Regions from separate parts of the Gossypium hirsutum genome. Here region 2 is linked to region 1. The links are chromatin contacts, called in public Hi-C maps. All regions are on one chromosome and are shown on one strand. The core of a region is the stretch at or near the end of the contact, and the rest is flanking DNA. Distances in the headings are between cores, read along the strand shown.

What was found. A called contact is a pair of places that touch in the nucleus more often than the background predicts.
Region 2: a Hi-C map of leaf shows a contact between it and region 1, with 3 times the contacts expected there. The contact joins the promoter of LOC107896790 here to the enhancer-like site in region 1. A contact is called at or near these places in 14 of 34 Hi-C or Micro-C datasets (callus, cotyledon, fibers and 3 more).

Annotation. Positions count from the first base shown.
Region 1 is chrA10:81,446,303-81,451,083 of Gossypium_hirsutum_v2.1, forward strand. No RefSeq gene overlaps it. Among protein-coding and RNA genes, the nearest start is that of LOC107896791, 40 kb to the left of the region's middle. Within about 2 kb of position 2,304, at least 9 of the 9 cell types and tissues checked have an H3K27ac peak or open chromatin away from gene starts, as enhancers often do. A contact at or near this core is called in cotyledon, fibers, hypocotyl and 1 more, where this site is marked.
Region 2 is chrA10:81,550,019-81,554,961 of Gossypium_hirsutum_v2.1, forward strand. It overlaps LOC107896790 (F-box/kelch-repeat protein At3g06240), which reads right to left and starts at 2,704. Exons shown (of 2, transcript XM_041078879.1): 1 at 1,404-2,704; 2 at 453-840. The coding sequence starts at 2,597. The coding sequence ends at 1,443.

The DNA of each region.
Region 1 (4,781 bases), core at 1,054-3,553:
TATATATTAAAGTTATGGTCCCCAAATTACACATAAGATAACTTTTCTAATATCCCATCTTCAGAAAAGAGAGAGCCGCATTTTCTAAATTTCTTGTGTGCTAATTTGGAAGATCAAAACCCCAAGATCAGTAGATTTGAAAAAATCGATGAATTCAGGTATGCTTTCGCATCTACATTTGTTCTTGATTTGTTCTTGATGATTTGACATGATAAATCTTGGTTTATAGGTTTAAGTTTATATCAAACTTTGTTTTAACGGTTCTAACAAGTGGCATCCAAGCCTTATCATGTTGAATAATTAAGAATAAATTATTTTTTATTATATATAGATTAATTCATTCTTCAAGTTTTATGGATTTGATATAAAACACTTATACACATTAAATCTTTTAGATTTATGTTAAAAGCTTTAAGGTTTAAAATAGAAATTTCACAAAATATAGGGTTGATACGTCGAAACTTTAAGTTTTCCTTTGAAATTGAAATTATTGTTGACCAAACCCACGAAATTTCTACTTTCAATTATTGATTTTGTCTTTTGTGAATTATTATTCATCCATTATGGTTAAAAAATTTGATTTGATTTATAATTATCTTCTATGATTATTTAGATTTAGTGGCTTGAGCTGCTATTTTTTTTATTTGGTTTTGGATTCAGAAATAGATTGCGATTTGCAATTCTAATTTTCTTTTCGGTAATATTTTTTTTGGTTCATTAAGTATTATTTATTTATTTATTGTTTCTTAAGCTTGTTTACAGTAGAATTTTAGAATAATGTCTGATTTTATTTTACATGAACTGAAATTGATTTTAATGGTACGGTTATAAATTTTGATCGAACTGATTTGATGGGTATTGTTTTAATTTATGGGGTATTGGAAATAATAGGAATTGTATTGAAAAAACATTGGGCTCAGAACATGAGTAAAATGGAATAATTCTCTCTGAACTCTGGCAACAATTCTTCTCGTCTGGTAATAGATGATGGTGATGGGTCTCGGGCGGATGTGGACCATAATACAAAGAAAGGCTGTTTTAAAGAAGGAAATGGTGAGGAAGATACTGACGTGATGGTTGAATCTGGATCGAGTCCAAAGATATCCTGGAAGGATAAACTTCTGGGATTAATCCTGAAGCGATTGATAAAGAAGAGTTGGGTTCTCCTAGTGTCGATGCTGATGATGATCTTGAATTTATAGAATGAGACATCCACAGATCTATCGTCAAAGGAATTCCTGACATTGATTTCTCATAAAGGATTCAAAAAATACTGTTCCAACAAATGTAACTCACGGTAGTCATTAAACTACTTGGAAGAAACATAGGGTACGGGGCCCTTAATAATCAAATTAGTAGCCTTTGAAATCCTACCAAGCCATTCCATCTCATAGACATTTAGAATGGATATTATCTGGCTAAATTTCAATCCACGGATGATTATACTAAAGTATTATCGCAAGGGCCTTGGCTGATTTATGGTCAATATTTGATAGTTCAAGCCTAGACAAAAAATTTCAGCCCCTTACAACCTTACCCGAGCATGGTGTTGGCATGGATAAGGTTACCAGGTCTTCCAGGTTTTTTATACAAGAAGAAAATTATTGAAGAAATTGGAGGTACGATTAGGAAATTAGTTCGGTTGGATTTCAATACCGATAGCAGGATTAGAGGCCGGTTCGCCAGGATGGCTGTCTGCATCAACTTGGACAAGCATTTGATTGCTCGAGCCCTCGTGAACGGCAGAAATCAGAGAGTCTAATATGAAGCGTTGCCGACCATTTGCTTCTCTTGCGGGAAGTACGGCCATACCAAGGAATTATGTGCTTTGATGCAATCAGATTCTGGCCTAGAGAAGGAGCAGGAGAATGGTACTTCGACGGAGACGAGGAAAAGAGGAAAATTCTTGGATTACAGACCATGGATGGTGGTTGAGAGGAAAAATCAGCAAAACCCTCGGAGTGATATTCTAATTAGAGCGGATATTAAGGGAAAAGGCAAATTGGGTTCCCATTTTGGTGCTTCGGCTAATATGGAAGGTTTGGAGGATTTGGAAAAAGAGCATAATAAGGGAGCTGAGGGAGAGTTGGCCGCTTTTCAGGGGAGATTGAAGGCTGGAGATTTTGTTGAAGAACAAAGACATAAATATCGGGGTAGCCCTAATTTTAATAATAGTATGCGGCTTGGAGGAGATAATTTGGGGTGTTGAGTCTATTAATTTACCTTTGGCTGACCAAGGAGTTAATGGGTCAGTGGGCTGGTCTTCTGATGTGGGGGTTTCAGTTATTGGAGCTGAAGATCCATCTTTTAGCAAGCAAATAAACGATCCTAACAGAATTAATCTGTCCCAAGCCATTAATAGAGTGGGCCCAATCTGCACAAACGCAAGCCATATTTCGACAGACCTAGGGAGTTCTTCTAAGTCCTCATCTGTTTCTGTTCTTAAGACTACGGATGGAAATGTTTTTTATAAAACACATTCTTCTAATTTTAATTCAACACCCATTAATATTTCGTGTCCTAATCCTATTTTTGTTGACCAGGGGGCGAATTTAAATGTGGATTCTGCTTTGACTCCCAAACCTGCTTCTTCGGTGCCAAAGTCGATTGAAGTGCAGGTTATCAATTATTCTGATGACTTAAGTCCCACTGAGCATATTGTTGTTTCTTTTAAAGAAAAAGGATCACCTGATGGTGTCAATTTGGAAAAGGCCCCACTGCAAAATTCTGGTGCTAGCAAGACTTGGAATACGGGGAAAATAATTGAGGGTAAAGAAGGGAGTTTTCAGGCCACTAGGAAAATTAATAAAATCCCTCATGAGAAAGGGAATAATATTAAATTAAAAATTCTTCCAAATTTTCTTTGAGTGACTCTATGGCAGGTTGGCTCAGTCTGTTACCACCTTTCATAGTGCTGACCCTGATGTTTGTAACAACCTATTTTAGTGAAATCAGAATAATGCTTTCGGAATCACAAATTCGAGTCGAAAATAAAATTTATTTTTATTTTATTACATGGTCCATATTATGTTAGAAATGTTATGTGAAAATTTTGATAAGAAAATTTTACCGATAATGTTCTTAATTACGGGAAAGACCAAATCGCATAAAATGCAAAAGTTGAATTCTAGTGGCTAGAAGATTAAATAGCTATGGAATTTGAAACTTGAGGTCCTTATATGGTAATTAGGCCATTAATAAAAAGTTAGTAGATATTTTTGGATGATTCATCCATGGAAAATTAGAAAAAGGCTAAGGACTAAATCAGAAATCAAAATTATTAAAGATGATAAATTAATTAAATAGAAATAAAAATCATTTTTATCATCTTCTTCCTCAAAATATTCCATGGAAACCCTAGGAGAGAGAGAAGAAATTTTCTTGGCCAAATTGGGTAAGTTTTCTTGTCCTGTTTTTAGTAATTTTGATATTTTTGAAATCGGGATAGCTTAATCTATCTATTTGGGGGATTAATTTGAAAAGTTATCAAAGTATGGAAATTAGGTTATAGATGAATATGCTGAAAATTTAAAATTTATGGTAGAAAACGAAAAGTTGTTGATAGATAAACAACTTTTACAAAGTGATTTTTGATGAAAACATGATTTAGGTACTAAAATGTAAAGTTGTGAAAATTGAAGAAAAATTCTAAATTTGATAGAAAATATGTGCTGTAAATTCTACATTTTATGGAAATCAGGTTATGAATGAATATGCTAAAAATTTAAAATTTATGGTAGAAAATGAAAGGTTGTTGATAGATAAATAATTTTTACAAAGTGATTTTTGATGAAAATATGGTTTAGGTACTAAAATGTAAAGTTGTGAAAATTAAAGAAAAAATTCTAAATTTTATAGAAAATATGTGCTGTAAATTCTACATTGAAATTTCGGTTAGGCTTGGAATAGGGAGTAAATTGCACAAATTTCATTTTCCGAGCCTAGGGACAACTGGAATTTATGGAAAAGTTAGGGGCAAAATAGTAATTTTATCGAGGATGTAAATTGATTCCAAATGAATATAAGATGTTTGAATTTGATGTTAAATTTACTCATATAGATCTGGACAGACCAAATTCGGAGCTAGAATGAGGAAAAGAGGAAAATTTCGGATTAGTAGATTTTACGTACACGAACATTTGTCGAGGTAAGTTCGTGTAACTAAATAGTGTATATTTATATGCTTGAATTAAATGTTGTGTTTGTGAATTGTATAAATATCATGTATATATATATATGACATTGAAAATATATCTGACAAAGTCCGATCAACGATAATGCCTGAAAAATGATAAATGATAAAAATATTACTTTTATTCTTGAAATGAATGTGGAATGTGTTTATTTGAATTATATGAATGTTATGGATGTATGAAATAATCACATGCCCGATAATGCTTGAAAAAGTTTAAATCTCGGTTGAATAAATGGAAAATCGATGGATATGTGATTTTTCGAAATGAATGGGGTCCTGCATTTGTTGCTGACGGGATTTAGCTCGGACGAGTAATCCTTTTGACCTCATTATAGAAAGGATTTAGCCCGGACGGGTAATCCTGATATAAGTCCTCTCGAGCATATGTTATGGATTGGATTTAGCTCGGATAGGTGATCCAAATCAAGCTCCTTAGAGCATATGTCATAAAAAGGATTTAGCCTGGATTGGTAATCCTGTTGTATACATGTGTGGCTCGAGAGTGTACTCTTTGAAATAGTACCTTATGGGTACCATTGAATATGAATTGACGAATCCTGATTTGTACACCTTGAGTGTACTACCT
Region 2 (4,943 bases), core at 1,454-3,953, 100 kb after region 1:
TCAAACAACAAAAAATAGCAAAATTTTTTTTGTTTTTTTGTAAATTCGGGCCAGGCCCAAGCCAAAAACGTCTTATTTTTACCCAAGCCTATTTTTCGGGTCTCTAGTTTTATCTAAACTCTCTCACTTTTCAAGTTAGCCTTCGAGCTATGCTGGACTAAGTAACCCAACCCATTGGCAGGTTTAATTGGTTAATATATCAACATTGGATCATGATAATTATAATAAAATAAACACATAATCCTTGAATCACTGACATGCAAGAATCATGAAGAACCCCGGCTTCCCTGAATATATAGAAAACCTGAAATTTAAGCCCTCACCTTAATTATCTGCTTTATCCAATCTCTTCCCCGTTATATCATATGCTTTCATATTTGAGTAATTTAAGTACTTCGATACAGATAGATTTAATTTTGAAGTTTTTCAAATATTTGGAAGTTTCATCCTTGAAGGGTCATTGTCGTGTATTCATGTTCGAATTTATGTTGAATAAAAATATGGACTACGCGAAATAAATGAACAGTAGAGCAACCTAGCTCATAAGATTCCTTCTGTACTTTTCATTTTTCTTGAAGCATCCGTAACTAGTGTTAGGCACCATTTTAGATACGGACGATCACCAATCTAGGTAATAAGTTAACAGTGGTGCCATGAGGACTATCATATCACTACCAATTTTGCTCCAACATCTCAGTTTTCTTTAAGCACCCATATCTAGCATTCGTGTTAGATTTCCAGATATGGGCATGAGAATATGATCCTCCAAATACATTAAAAACCATTGATCATACCTGTACCCAACACACACTCTAGTCCAAAAAGCATACATCAACACCACTGCAAAAATGAGAAACTAGCTGATAATGATTCATGATAGTAGAAGCTGCCCCAAGTTGCATTGGCAAGCAATTGGGAATGGAAATTGTAATAAAAGTGGAAGAAAAAACACAGACAAGCAATCTGTATTCAGTGGATTCCTAGAAAAACAAAATTATTTGAGCTAATTACACTGTTTCATTTGGATCTAAAAGTACTGACAATAAGTCATGATCATCATCATAATAGTTCCTATTGTTCAACATCAAATTACATTCATCGATTCGAGACATCTAGCTCTCTAAACAACAATTCGTGTACGAAAAGCACACCATATCCAGCATGTATATGCACCTGCAGATCGTATCTGCAGGTTATTAGATCTGCAGAGAAGAGTTAACAACTAATTGATTCTCTAGGCAGAAATCTAGCAAATTCACTGAACCAACCAAAAAAAATACAGACAAGGCAGAGGCTAACATCTTTGGCTTACGTATAGAACGAACAATAACAGCAGTTTTGGAGAAAGACAATATAGTCGACATAAACTGCATATCAAGAGAGCAAATCCCATGAAATCTTACCTCTTTTGTTGTAGTCCCCATCCATTTTCATATTCAATATCAATTCGATGCGTCTCCAGCCGGCCGACGTATTATAAGTTCCTCGCGCTCTGATCTTCCATTGATTGGAACCAAGCTCTCAACATAAGCAATAATCTGCATCGTTTCCTGATAAGCATGGATATCAAGACTTTTAAGCTCTCGCGTGGAGGGGTCAAACAACACGAGTTCATGATCCGAGCTCTCGAGAAACAATTCACCATTTTTCCAAAACCCCAAAGGCCTCTCAACTCCAGGAAGAGAGTCAATTCTGAATTGTTTAGTCCATGATCCATTCATAACCCACAAATCAAAAGATTTGTCAGTCCCTTCCCTTGGGTAAACAATAGCACCAAGCAGTCCATTGAAGTCCAAAAGTTCCAAATAGTATTTAGCTAAAGACCCACCAAATTCAGGCAATGGTAAAGTAGAAAACTTTTCATTGACCATATCAAATGAGAGAATAAGGTAATCAGAGTCCCCAATTGCCTGCCAATAATAAAACCCATTTACGTAATTATTAAACAAAGGAGATCCATAAGGTTGAACCCCGGGAACTGAAATCTCCTTCCATGAATCGCTTTTAAGTGAATATAACTCAACTTGGTGGTTCCAATCACCCATTAACCCTTCATCTTCATTCTCTTCAAAATAATTAGTAACAAATCTTACCACTTTGTAGTCACCACTTTGAGAATCAAACCCAATACCAACGCAACCAAAACTAGTGGAATCTACTAAAGGAGGGCGTTGGACTGTGGATTGAGGGAGAGTTTTAAACTCTCTAGTTGATGGGTTCCAAAGGGCAACCTTATCAGCATCATGTAAACACAATAATCCATTACAAGGACCTGAAACCACTGGGGCATACCAACAATCCTCGAAAAAGGGTAAGTGAATGTTGTGTTGTACCGAAAAGTTTTGGCTTTTCTCAGTTGAAAGTTGAGATAAATAGTAGATGTCATCATGGGTGTTACCCTGACAACGTTTGAGGAGGAGATTAAGGTTGTTGTTGTGGAGGTTGTTTTGCTGATGTTTGGTAATGAAGTGAGGGGTTTGAAAAGATGAACACCAAGGCTTACAAACGCACCTGAAACGTGTCAAGGATTTAACTGGAAGCTTTGACAGAATCTCCAACATCACCATTTCTGGTACCTCAACTCTTGTTTCGGGCATCTTCCCTCTCTGTCTTATCTATTTCCTCTGTCTTTTGATGAATGATTTCTTTTGGGGGAAAACAATGTGAACTAAGATAGAAAAAAGAAGGCAAAACTATAACAAGTAACATTACACGTTTTCTTATTTGGTATATAACAATTACAAAACAATGTTGAAGATGTGAAAGAAAGTGAAGGTTAAATTATGCTATTACAGTCCCTGTAATTTATGAAAGTTATGGATTCAGTCATTAAAATTTAATTTGATCAATTTTAATTTTTGTAGTTTTAAATTGATCAAATCTACTCCTTTTCAAAAAGTAGCAATTAAATTTACTTGGTTAAATTCAATTACTACTCATTTAGAGTTGTAAATTTAGTTCATATTCTCAAATTTAATCATTCTAAGTCCTTATACTTTTTGAATTTTGAAATTTCAATCTTTATGCAAAATACAATTTTTAATCCATTAATTATATTTTTAATGAATAATATGCGAAAATAATTAGCTGATATGACATTAAACATATGATAATATGTTTGTCGCATCATATTTTGAAAATAGCATAACTTAATGAATTTAACAATTATCATTTGATGAGGTTTGAAATTTAAAAAGTAAAAGGGTTAAAAATAACTAAATTAAAGTATATAGACTAAATCCATAACTTTTATAAAGTACAGCGACTAATAACTAAATTTAACTTAAAGTTGAACTACGGTCAATGTTGTTGGACTACAATGATGGGCCTGGCCGAGCCCTCTGGTAATTCTCAAAACCCAAGAGCTTGTCCTGGGTAGGATTAGCACAATAATGGCCATATCCGTAAATTGAAAAGGTTAAAGTATTTTGTTAGTCCTGTACTTATATATAATTTGAGATTTGGCGTGTCTACTTTAAAAGTTAAAAATTCAATCTTGATATTTTTTTAATTTAAAAATTCTAATTTAATCATTACCGTTATTGTAGTTTTTGTCAAAATTCATTAATTTAACATGTTTATTTAAAATCAATCATATGTTATGTCATATAAGGACAACCTAATCAAAATTCTAAGTTGATAAATTTTGACAGAAAATATTTAAGATTTTAATGATTGGACTCTGACTTTTTAAATAAAAAAATACGAAGACCTAATTTTTTATTTTTTAAGTACATAGATTAAATCTCAAAATTTGACAAAATTCAGAGACTAACATCATATATTAACCAATTAAAAATATCTAAGATATTAGGAATATAACCCCAGTCTTTTATTTTTTACTAAACAAAAAAAAAATCAAGAATAGGGATAGCATACATTACATAGTAATCCTTGAAGAGCAAATAAGTAAATCAAAATTGGTCAAGAAATAGTTGAAAATACAAAAAGAACACTAAACTTGATAGCATTGATAAACAGAAAATAGAAGCATGACAAAAAGGTAAAAATCTGATACAAACATATCAACCTCCAATATGAAACAATCCATAATTCATGAAAACTCAGGTCATCATCTCATAAAAATCCCTTCCAATCACCATACTCCACAACTCATGATAATCTCTTAACAAAACTGATTATTGAAAGCAACCATTGGAAGTAGATAGAGTCACCAGACTATAACTTGGATAAAATGAATGTGAATATGAATATTTCTTGAACATTCCAAAAAAACTATTTTTATGTTAAAGTGACACCACATAAATGATAGCAAAACTAAACTCCCTCTCTTCAATCTCAATTAGATTAACCATCAATTCAATAACTCACTTTCTTCTCTACTTATTGTGTTCAATTATAAATTTATTTTGAAATAATTAAAATTGTAAAGTACATGTTTAATATTTCTATTGTTAATATTTTTGGGTTATTGATTTGAAATAAATTTCATTTTATAATTTTAAATTTTAGATTTTTTGACTAAGTATTCAACTCTTACTTCTACTATCTAAGAGTATTTACTAATTTTTATTTAATAATGGTATATTCAAGTATGTAATTCATTATTATGTTTTAAAAGTCTTTTTTATACTACTTAAAAATATTGTAAAATTTTTATTTTCTAAATTATTGTAAAATCTTATCCAAAAAATTTGTAAAATTCTTTTTAAAAATTATTGTAAAAAAAAGGAGAAAGAAGAAAACAAAAAAAAAATCTCACAATTAAAATATGAGTGTCAAAATTCCAATAAAAATTATTTATTAATTAATACATTGAAATGCTGTAATACACTAAATTGTAACTTCAAATTTAATATAACATGTTTAATTTATTCAATTATTTTCAAACATGGGATATGGGAAATTTTTATAACCACAAAGGCAGAAATCATTTTAACCCATCCTTTTTTTTTTCTTTTGCTTTTTTTTTATAACCAATG